Linked DNA regions of Anser cygnoides: region 2 is linked to region 1. Evidence: chromatin contacts called from public Hi-C data. All regions are on one chromosome and are shown on one strand. Each heading gives the region's core, a stretch centred on a gene start, on an enhancer-like site or on the middle of the called end of the contact. The rest is flanking DNA. Distances are from core to core; before and after follow the strand shown.

The links. A called contact is a pair of places that touch in the nucleus more often than the background predicts.
Region 2: a contact with region 1 is called in a Hi-C map of fetal liver, with 1.9 times the contacts expected there. The contact joins two enhancer-like sites. A contact is called at or near these places in 5 of 7 Hi-C or Micro-C datasets (fetal liver, granulosa cells and liver).

Annotation. Positions count from the first base shown.
Region 1 is chr16:9,275,304-9,280,304 of Taihu_goose_T2T_genome, forward strand. All of the region lies in intron 1 of ARFGEF2 (ADP ribosylation factor guanine nucleotide exchange factor 2), which reads right to left. Among named protein-coding and RNA genes, the nearest start is that of ARFGEF2, 6.2 kb to the right of the region's middle. Within about 2 kb of position 2,313, at least 1 of the 3 cell types and tissues checked has open chromatin away from gene starts, as enhancers often do. A contact at or near this core is called in fetal liver, where this site is marked.
Region 2 is chr16:9,442,359-9,447,359 of Taihu_goose_T2T_genome, forward strand. PREX1 (phosphatidylinositol-3,4,5-trisphosphate dependent Rac exchange factor 1) reads left to right here. Exons shown (of 40, transcript XM_048072456.2): 31 at 250-291; 32 at 2,079-2,296; 33 at 3,324-3,423; 34 at 4,070-4,213; 35 at 4,875-4,989. It overlaps LOC106041348 (a long non-coding RNA gene), which reads right to left. Exons shown (of 11, transcript XR_010825206.1): 11 at 1-1,771. Among named protein-coding and RNA genes, the nearest start is that of PREX1, 160 kb to the left of the region's middle. Within about 2 kb of position 1,998, at least 1 of the 3 cell types and tissues checked has open chromatin away from gene starts, as enhancers often do. A contact at or near this core is called in fetal liver, where this site is marked.

The DNA of each region.
Region 1 (5,001 bases), core at 1,063-3,562:
TTCTGGGCCAGAATTAACATGAGCAACACAACAGAAGTTCTAGTGAACTCTCCAGTCACACTTACTTTACTTAACCTTCATTTTCTTTATTCTTTCAGTGTTTCCCAAATACTTTATGAGGCTAAATACTATGGAACAGAAGAAACACTATTGTTTCTGAGAAAACTGAAGGAAATGTGTGGGGAGAAATTGGGAGAATGGGACCATTTCTTTCTGTCTCCCCTGGACTGGTTCAGTTTATAAAGTGCAAAATGATTTTTCCATGTTGTTGCCACTGCAAACCTTTCCACTGCTCATCCTTCTTGAACACCTCTGTATCATCATCATGTTGGCTCTTATGACTTTCTTTTAAAAAAAAAAAAAGTATTTTAGTGCTGTAGTTTTATCCTATACTTTGTTACTTAGATCCCTGCTACCATTTTAAGGAAACTTCCTATGCAAAATTGTAGCTGCAGTATGTTGTACTGACACAGAAGAGGGAAGCTGTAAATTTCTGATCTGGTGTTATTAGGAAGCATGCTCAATTTGAAACCGAAATCATTCTGTAATTTGTTCAGCTAGTGGAATGGAAAAATAATTAACATATCACAGGTCATTCAAATGAAATATGGAGACTCGGATTTACTGAAGCCAGCCCTCGCCACCCTTATGCACATGGGTAATGTCAATGAATTCAGTGTGACTATCTATGTAATTACCTTGCCCAAGCTTAGTTTGTTGCTGTGACCTGATGCATACCAAACAGGAATCTGGCCTAAGCCTAAACTTCATGTACAGAAAACTGACTTCTGCCCCAGGATTTTGGTCCTTGAGGAATGGAAATACAGCTCCAGTGCAAGTCATCACCAAAGTACCAGCCATTCAGAAGAGAGAGCTTTGTCTACAAACTACTTAAGAGGCACTGTCTCCTCGTGCCTGGGAGAAAGCAAGGAAAAGAGGCATTTTTCTCCTTCTCCAGGGACTATCAGGGCTCAGGGCTGCTGTCTGAACTTTGCAAAGACTTTCAGAAAAGTCTGAATTGTGGAGGTCTTTCTCATGGCTTGGAACTATTTGCATAGTAAGACATTATGAAGATCAACAGTGGGTGTAAATGTGTAAAAAGGGCTGCATAATCTAGTTCAAGTCAACATCCTCAGAACAGGAAAGAAAATCCTGTTTAGAATTTATATTTTACAGTCACCCAACACCAGGGTGCCTCTAAGATCTATAAAATCTCAATCTCGTACATGCCAAAGACAAATACCTTACACTTTGGTAAGTATTTTTTTTCTTAAAAAAAAAAAAAAAAGTATTCTGCAGCATGTTATGTACATCTAATTCAAAGAAACTAATTTTTTTCCTTTTTTCCTTTCCATAGAGCTGTGTCTATGTGTCTACATGGCAACATTTTTCTTCAGTTCTGAAAAAGAAAGAGCATTTTTTTCACTTCTACTCCAGCTGGACATTCTGAAAAAAAAAAGCTTCAGATTTTTTTACTTTTTGACTTAATTGGCCAAATTTTTATCCAAGATGAAGATTTCTCGAAAGTGCTGAACTTCTGAAAGCAAAGGGGCCCAAACTGACTGACATCTTTGCTATTGTTAATGCAATTTGGTTGTTAAGAGAGGCTTCAAGAAAAACACATCTGCCCTGTTCCCTTCCATCTTCAGTCTAAGACATTCTGCGTGCTGTGTTCTGGGCCATTAGTGTTTACATCGTTTCATCTTCTGTGGCAAAGCATATTGGCCTCCTCCTAACTTTAATCTGCTGTCACTGGCTTCCTGTTATGTATGATGTTACAGCATCCACACTGTAATTCAAATTAAAGTGTTTTGTGATTTCACGAGTGATACTGTCGGTTTAATGGCATTTTTATTGCTACTCTTATTTTTAATGTTTCTGTACAAAATCAGCAAGTGGAAAAAAAAGCCCTTTTTGATAATATCAATAAGGCAAAAAAAAAAAAAAAAAAAAAAGTCTGATTCCCATTCTCCGAAGGGTCTGCTGTAGTCAATTAGTATTCTGTTAGAGCTTGGTGATGTTTTCCCAGAATGTCTTTCTACGCCTACGCTGTGAGCTCACAGCCCATGCACTGACCTTATAGAAGTGGTTATAATTTCATGGACCGCATCCAGCATTGATGCATGTAGCAGTGTAAGGCTATAGTTTCACAAATGGCTTTCAACTGATCTGCATATTAGTTGCTGCCAAAGGAGGCAGTCCCATCCTTCTCTCAGCCTTGCCCTTACCACAAGACCTTAGGTCTCCTCTCATGCCAGCGGCGGCTCTTAGGGGTTGCACACTGAGCCAGTCAGGGAAAAAATCTGTCTGAAAAAAGGAGCTTTTGTTTGTTTGCCTTCCGGTTAATTTTCAGCTGGATCAGCTGATCCTGATCCTGTTCACCACAGTGTCACAAAAGAGGTGGTGAAAACACGCAGCAACGGAGGAAGGGGAAAAAGGGTAGCCCACACTTAGATGGGCTTACATCCAATAATGAAACCACAGCCTGAGCTGCATATAGGAGTAAATTTCTCCTGATTACATGAATTCAGCCCTGTAGGTATAAAATACATGCACTACGATAACTATAGAGAGAGTTTTACCATTAATACAAGAAGTCCAGGGAGACCACAAATGCAAACTTAGGTATTATGAAAAAGCTATCTATTTTGTGCTAATCTGATATCTAACTGGTTGAGTCCACCCTTAGACAAAGATCTTTGGTTTATCAAGTGCGGACTTCCTTTGCTCTCAATATTTAGTGGTGAAGGGTTCACATATTATTTCACAAATGCTTATTACTGAAATCACTCCATATTTAAAAAAAAAATATTATTACTGCACTAAATTGCAGGTGTAGACAAAAAATAGAAATTACAGCTCTGCTTAAATACACTTGAAGCACTGAATATCAAAGCAGCAGCTGATGCAGCACCACATTACATGAGGTTTTGCTCCTTTCCCTTACACCAACACTGGAAATAGGCCCCAGTTTAGTCAATCACTTATGTGTGATCTGAACATAAACATGTGAATGATCCATTCATTCTCAACAAGCATCTTAAGCACTTGTCGCAGCTGAAAGCCAGTGGACCACAGATTGCTGAGCTATTGCCAATCCCTAGCCCCCAAAAGTCGGGATCTGCATCTTCAAAAGCACTGAGGCACATGGGAAAAAGCAGAGACTGGAATGGGAGAAAAGAATAAATGGATGGATAACTTGTATTTTGTTTATCTAATAAAACATTTTTTCTTTTGTCTTGAAATCTCTGTTGCATGAGAGACTTTTTTCCTGCCTTTAATTATGAAAACCATACAAGTTCAGAAGTGGCTGCATAATTCTAGTCTCCACCTCTTAATTTTTTTAAATTCACATTGGTTGTGCTGTCCAAAAGGTAGGTGGCTTTTCCTGTAGGATATACTGGTGGCTGATAACAACAAGACACAAATGTGTTTAGGAAGAAGCAATTCATAAACAAAAACAAGCACCACCATTCATGTTATTATTATTATTTTTTTTGCTTCATGTACTTACAGTGAATAAAATACAAAAAGTGCCTTTTAGTTGGTTATGTTAGCTCAGGGCAAATACTTATTTGCAATACTATCTGCAAAACGTCCAGCAGCCTCTCTTAGTACTGCTCAAAACAACAAATTTAATAAGAATATTAATTTGACAAGAAAGAAAAAAAAAAAAGCAAATTTATTTTCATGGTTTCTTATAGGAAAAAAGTTCACGTGGAACAACCCCAATTTAATTGACCATTTAATCATCTGGCAAACTTCCAGTTAGTAAAACACAAAAATTATCCTAGCTCAATCACAGCGAAGTTTGATGCACCTCTGTTCCTGGTTCCTAATTCTAGTGCTTTACCTAAGAAGAACTAAGCTTGATGTCAAGACAATGTTTCTATATTGTTGACTTTAGAGGGTAAAGAGCATATCACATAACATCCTATAAGTGAGGAAAAATAAAAATGCTTTTTGTACATTAGTTAAAAACTAAACTGCTTAAAAATACCCTGATTTGAGCAAGACCTTTTGATTAATTAAACCAAAATCTTCTCTCGGTTCAAGAGCCCAATAAGAACCCTTAATTACATAATCAAAAATTATGTCAGGAAGGAGCATCATGAAAATCTCATTATGCACTTTTTAGTACGTGATTATTTTTAACTAGGTGGGTATGATTGAGGAAGAGCCAAAGAGGGGAAATATGATAAAAGAAGTGAATCAGACAGTGGAAAGAAAAGAGCATCAGAGAAGTGAATAATGACAAATAAAACTCCCTTCCAGAATGTCTTCAAAAATTGGATTTCTTGACTTGATTATAGAATTACAGAATTCTACACTGATTACAGCATGTTTGAAATAAGACATGCTTCTCAATGCTATGCATTTAGGATTTGACACAAAGCTCACTGATGCCAATGAAAAGGCAATAGGCTGTATTTCCAATTAACTAGTGAGTTCAATACCAGGAATATGTTCCAAAAATTTTGTCCATGTCACCTGACCTTATGATGGAAACAACTGTCCGTTCTCATTGTACCGTCTCTCTGCTAAATGTAATGGTAATACAACATTTTACAAAATAGGACATAATACAAAAATTCTGTATAGATTCTATGAGATAGCTTAAGTATATCCTTCCTTCTTCCCAAATCCCGAATCCTTTTTGTCATTAAGTTGTTGACCTTTGGTTTTCTCTGGGATATTAGTTATGAAATAATAAGGTACATGAGGACTCTAAGGAGAAGCACAGGCTTCAGGCACTGCTGTCTCGTCACACACTGATGCGACCTGAACAACAGCATGGTTAAAATGTAAATAGCTGACTGGAAACTCGTGTGACATTGTGGGGGCCCCCTTGAGTGTGTTCTGTAAGTCAAAGACAGGAACTGCAAACTCCTGCATTCTGGGTTTGCACATATTGACACTGTGTTCTTGGGCAAGCCACTTCAGCTGTCTATATCTCAGTTACTCCATTTTCAAATGGACATAATAATACTTAACTTCTTC
Region 2 (5,001 bases), core at 748-3,247, 170 kb after region 1:
CACCTCCTTTGGGATTCATCCACACATGCAATTTGTTTCCAATAATTCCTGGTAGTTAATGGAGCATTTAGCTTGTAAAATTCTTTGATTTACACCTTACTTGTTTTTCTGTCATTAAAATGTCTGTGTAAGGACTACTATAGTATGTAGATATAGCCATGCAGGGGATGAGGACACTGTTAATCGAATAAAATCAAATCTACTTTGGCATCGTGTTAACTTGCGCCTTCCTTTCCTTCACTGTTTTAGATGGGAAGAATCAGCTGCTTTTGGCCTTGTTAAAATGCACAGGTAAGGGGTATCACTTTGTTGCAATACACTGTATATACATCGTCCCACCAGAACTTTTTGTGAATGCCTGTGCATACATCTAAGCGGTATTTCCTTTGCATTTAGCTTTAGTCCTGGCATTTTATGCTAACATTTCTTGTGTTCTGCATCTATGGCGGCCTTTTCATGCATCTGACATCTGTTCTTCAATTTACATTGCTTCAATTACAGTGTAGGTTGCTGTGTCACCTGGCTGGCCATTGATTTCGCACAAGCACTGTTTTTCTGTCTTCCTTTTTTCTTTTGTACAACCCGCATTCCCAGATGGCTTTTACTGTTTCCTTCTGTGGTGAGAACATGCAGCAAAAATGAGACCTATTGCACAACTGTCTGTGAGACCATGGACACTGACATCTTTCTAAACAGAGCAGGCACGTTAGGGATTTGGGACTGTGTATACTGAAATTACAGCCAGGAGGATACTAAGAACCTAAATGTGCAGGCAGCTCCTAAAACCACTGTGGCTAGACACCATTAATCTGTTACCATGCACAAAATGTTGTACTCACAGATCAAGTGACAGGCTGTTCCCAGGAGTGAATGTGCTGTCTTTTTATAATTGAAATATCTGTGTGGTGTATTTTTGTTTGAAAATGAGGTAATAAATAACTGCAATAGGCTGTCATTATTTCACTGTGCCGGCTTGATTCTCATGTTTTCATAGAATGAAGATGTTGGATTAGCATGGCTCTAAATCACCTCCGTGCTCCTGCCAGGCCTGGTCCGTGGGTCTGTCAAAACCAGCCTGCAGTGTCAGTCTAGTGTCCATAAAGGCTGCTTTTAATGACAACAGCTATACGGAGTCCATAAGTGTTTACCTATGCCCCATCCCCTCAGCAATTTCACCAGTATCCTCTGGAAAGAATGGAGGAGCAGGTGGCACTGAACTGGCTATGCCAGCTTTATGGCAGCAGGGATTCGCTAGCTTTGAGGGCAGTTCTAAGCTCTCTTTACCTTACTTTAGCAGTTCAGTTCGTACTGCTGGAAGGCGTGGTTGCCCTTCAGTTGAAGATAGGGCCCAGGGCCTAGACTTTATTGGTCAGTCTATTGTGGTCAGTGCTCCATAAAAATAATCCAGATCTTCAAAGCCTCTGAATGATGTCTTCAGCTTCTTTCTCTTGGGAACACTGCAGTGCCTATTGGAGGAGCCTGGGAAGTAGCTCTTCACTTATTCATGTTCCTCTTTGGCCTACAATCCCCTTAAGTATGACAAGGTTGCTTAGACCAGCATGTGGCTGCCTGGCAGCCTGACTGGAAGCAAAGTTAACATGGGAAATTCTCCCAGGAAACATAAACCAGTTGGTACCCTACTGGCAGGCCCAGTTAATGCATTAAGCATATGGGAAGCCCATGAAATACAGATGGATGAGGGGCAAATGAATCTCTAATAGCCCAGGAGAGAAGTAATGGCAGAGATCCTCTTTCATGAATTCTCTTGCTTCTGTAAACATAAAAAGAAGGGAATCAGTCCAGATTATGGCAATAAGGAGTTACAGCTCTTCCCAGTCAGAAGAATGAGCATGCAGATGGCAGAGGTAAAATAAAGAGTCAAGTGGCCTGGAAAATTTTCAGCAAAATTTTCCCATTGATGCTATCTTTATCTCTACAGCCAGGGCACGCAGCAAGAAGAGGTTATCTGTTATGTCTGTGCAAAGCTACAGCAGAAGTCAAATGTCATGCACACAGATACTACAATAGCAGTGAGTATTCTCATGACTACTTTATGCCTCTCTCCTCTTCTCTTGCAGATACTGAGCTACAGCTGAGGCGTGATTCCATCTTCTGCCAATCTCTTGTGGCTGCTATTTGCACCTTCTCGGAGCAGTTACTGGCTGCTCTCAACTATCGATACAACAACAATGGGGAATATGAAGAGAGCAGCAGAGATGCCAGCAGAAAATGGCTGGAACAGATAGCAGCCACTGGTGTTTTACTAAATTACCAGTCTCTGCTCTCCCCCACTGTGGTAAGATGAAGAGTTGCTGACACTCTTGGGTCTGTTCACATTTGTATGTGTGCTGCTCTGCCACTCACAATCCAGCCAGAGCCCTTTGTTCTAGCAGCATGTTGAGGCTCTCACTGCAGCAACCTCAGGAGACTCCCAATGCTGACAGCCATGCCCCAGTATTCCATATCCCATTACTTCCATCTCCTCACAAATACTGGATGGCTGTCACACTAGAGCACTGTCAGAATCAAACTGCTTTTATATTTGGAGTGATGTTGCTGCGTTTAGTTGCTCGGCTGTTGGTGAAGCATGTGTGGCCTGCCCTCTTCTGGTGAAATCACACATTTCAACGAGTGGATAAAAGTTCTGAGTATTCAGAGTTCCAAACATGAAAATCTAGACTTTTGTTCATACAGCGACTGTTTTTATAGAATAGATGGACTGAAGTGTATTTCTCACACAATGCCGTGGTGCAGTGATTTGAGCCTAAGCTAAAGGCACCATGTCAAAGGAGGAGAAGGTCTTGCATAGTTCACCTGCACCTAATGAGTAGATAATCCTCAGTAGATAAGCTACAGTAAAAATGTTAAGAGAAAAGCGTAAAAAAGGCAAATAGCTCTGACAGTATAGAGAAGTGACTTTTTTGGACTTTTTAAACATCATATATTGAATGTGTGCAATGATTATTCCTTCACATTGCACGGAATGTAAGGACATTTATTTCACAGTAACTGATAGGCTTTTCACATTTGTAGATATGGGGTAAAGTTTGGAAAAAGAGACACCTTCAAAATTATTCAGTGCTTCAACCTCTCTACTCTCTGTGAATCGCATCAAGCGACAGCCAAGCGAAGGGTAGCTAAGCTTGTATCACAAAGTTAACGAGCCATTAGTAGTTACCTTGGGGGTGTGGAGTTAGTGGAAAGCTTTGTATTCTGCTTTAGGTCTCCTGAAGCAAAGCACACCAGTAACAACTATCCTGTCCTGCTATTGATTTCCTTCTGGCAGATGATGACCTATTTGTATCTGGTTCTTTGCCCCACAGAAGGAGGAGCGTACCATGCTGGAAGACATCCAGGTCACACTGACTGAACTGGACAAAGTTGCCTTCTATTTCAAGCAGATGGATGAAAGTCTTGTAGCAAGTGAGTATTCTCAGTTTCTTTGGAGGTCTTTTTTCGTGTTTGTTTTATAGGTTACATTTTCCATGATTATAAATCTAACAGACCACATCAAACCTGGAGAGTACCCAGCAACCTCTCTGAAGGACTGTTGCATTCCCTCAGCTTCCTCTGCAAGCACACAACATAAAAGCAAGGATTTTGATATCCTGGGATGTCAGTGGCATGTTCTGTGATTTAGGTCTGTGCCAGTGTACCTGACTTGTGTGATTTCACATGTAGGAAGATAAGACAGATGATGAACAGTTCCTGACAGATATTTGTAATTAACCACTCTACCAAAGGAAGAAGGACTGTCCCTCTACAGCTCTTCTGTGTCCTCTGTCCCACCTTGCCACATCTCTCCCCATGTTTTCTATGAGATGCCATGAAATAAGATGGGATTTTAATTGTTAATCACATTTACTGTATTAGCATCAAACATCATGCTAGCTGCATCTTTTAAGGATAAACTTTCAGAACCTGTTTTCTCTCAGTAAAGGTTCTCCCATATTCATCTAATGGCAGAGATGTGAAATGTCATTAGATTATCTAACAAACTCAGGCAGCAATGGTTTCAGATTTGGCCTTCTGTGGTAATACAGCAACTGTTTTATCTTTATTTCTGCAGATACTCATGTCTTCTACCACATCGAAGGAAGTCGTCAGTCCTTGAAGGTTATCTTTTATCTTGACAGCTACTACTTCTCCAAACTGCCTTCTCGGTTTCAGAATGGGGGAAGCTTGAAACTACACACGGTGCTATTTACAAAAGGTATCTATAAAAAGCTTTCTTGAGAAAAATAAGCTAATAGATGAGATTAAAAGATTCAAAATAAAGAATGACCATGAAACTCTTAACATAATGCAGCTGAAAAATAGACATATTTAAGAAGCAGATAGTTGTATTCTGGGAAGATCTGGGGATTGGTGGAGATTAGAATAAAACACAGTCATGAGAACAAGATATGCCTGCCTGGGGCTTTTTTATGCCTTCCTGCAAAGCTTCAAGTCACAAAGACATATTGGGCTATATGGACAGTCTTATCTAGTATGGTATCAAGAGATGTTCCCTGGGTACAAACAAGTATTTTTAAAAGCACACACCATGACAGAATTATCTGAGCTGGAAACAAAGGAATATTGACTAGATAGGAAACATTCATACCAAAATATCCATCAAGGGTCTATGAATGGGCAGTAATTATTGTTAGACAGAACTGCTTTCTGTGAAGCTCACCTTTATACCACTGCATTCTCACACTGGGAAATTCATTAAATTTATGCTGTAACAAATTAACCTTGACATGATCTAACAGTCATGTGCAGAGCAGTGAGATGATGTAGAGATAAATAAATTAATTAAAAGAAAACTAATAACATTCTACATTTGCATTTACCATAATAATGTCTTAGCTAAATGTTTTCTTTTTCAGCTCTGGAGAGTATGGAGGGGCAATTACAACCAGCTGGTTCACCACTGGAAGAACTTCCCCAGCAAATTAATGGTCTCTCTCTTGAAAAAGTGCAGCAATACTACCGTAAACTCAGGTATTTCATACT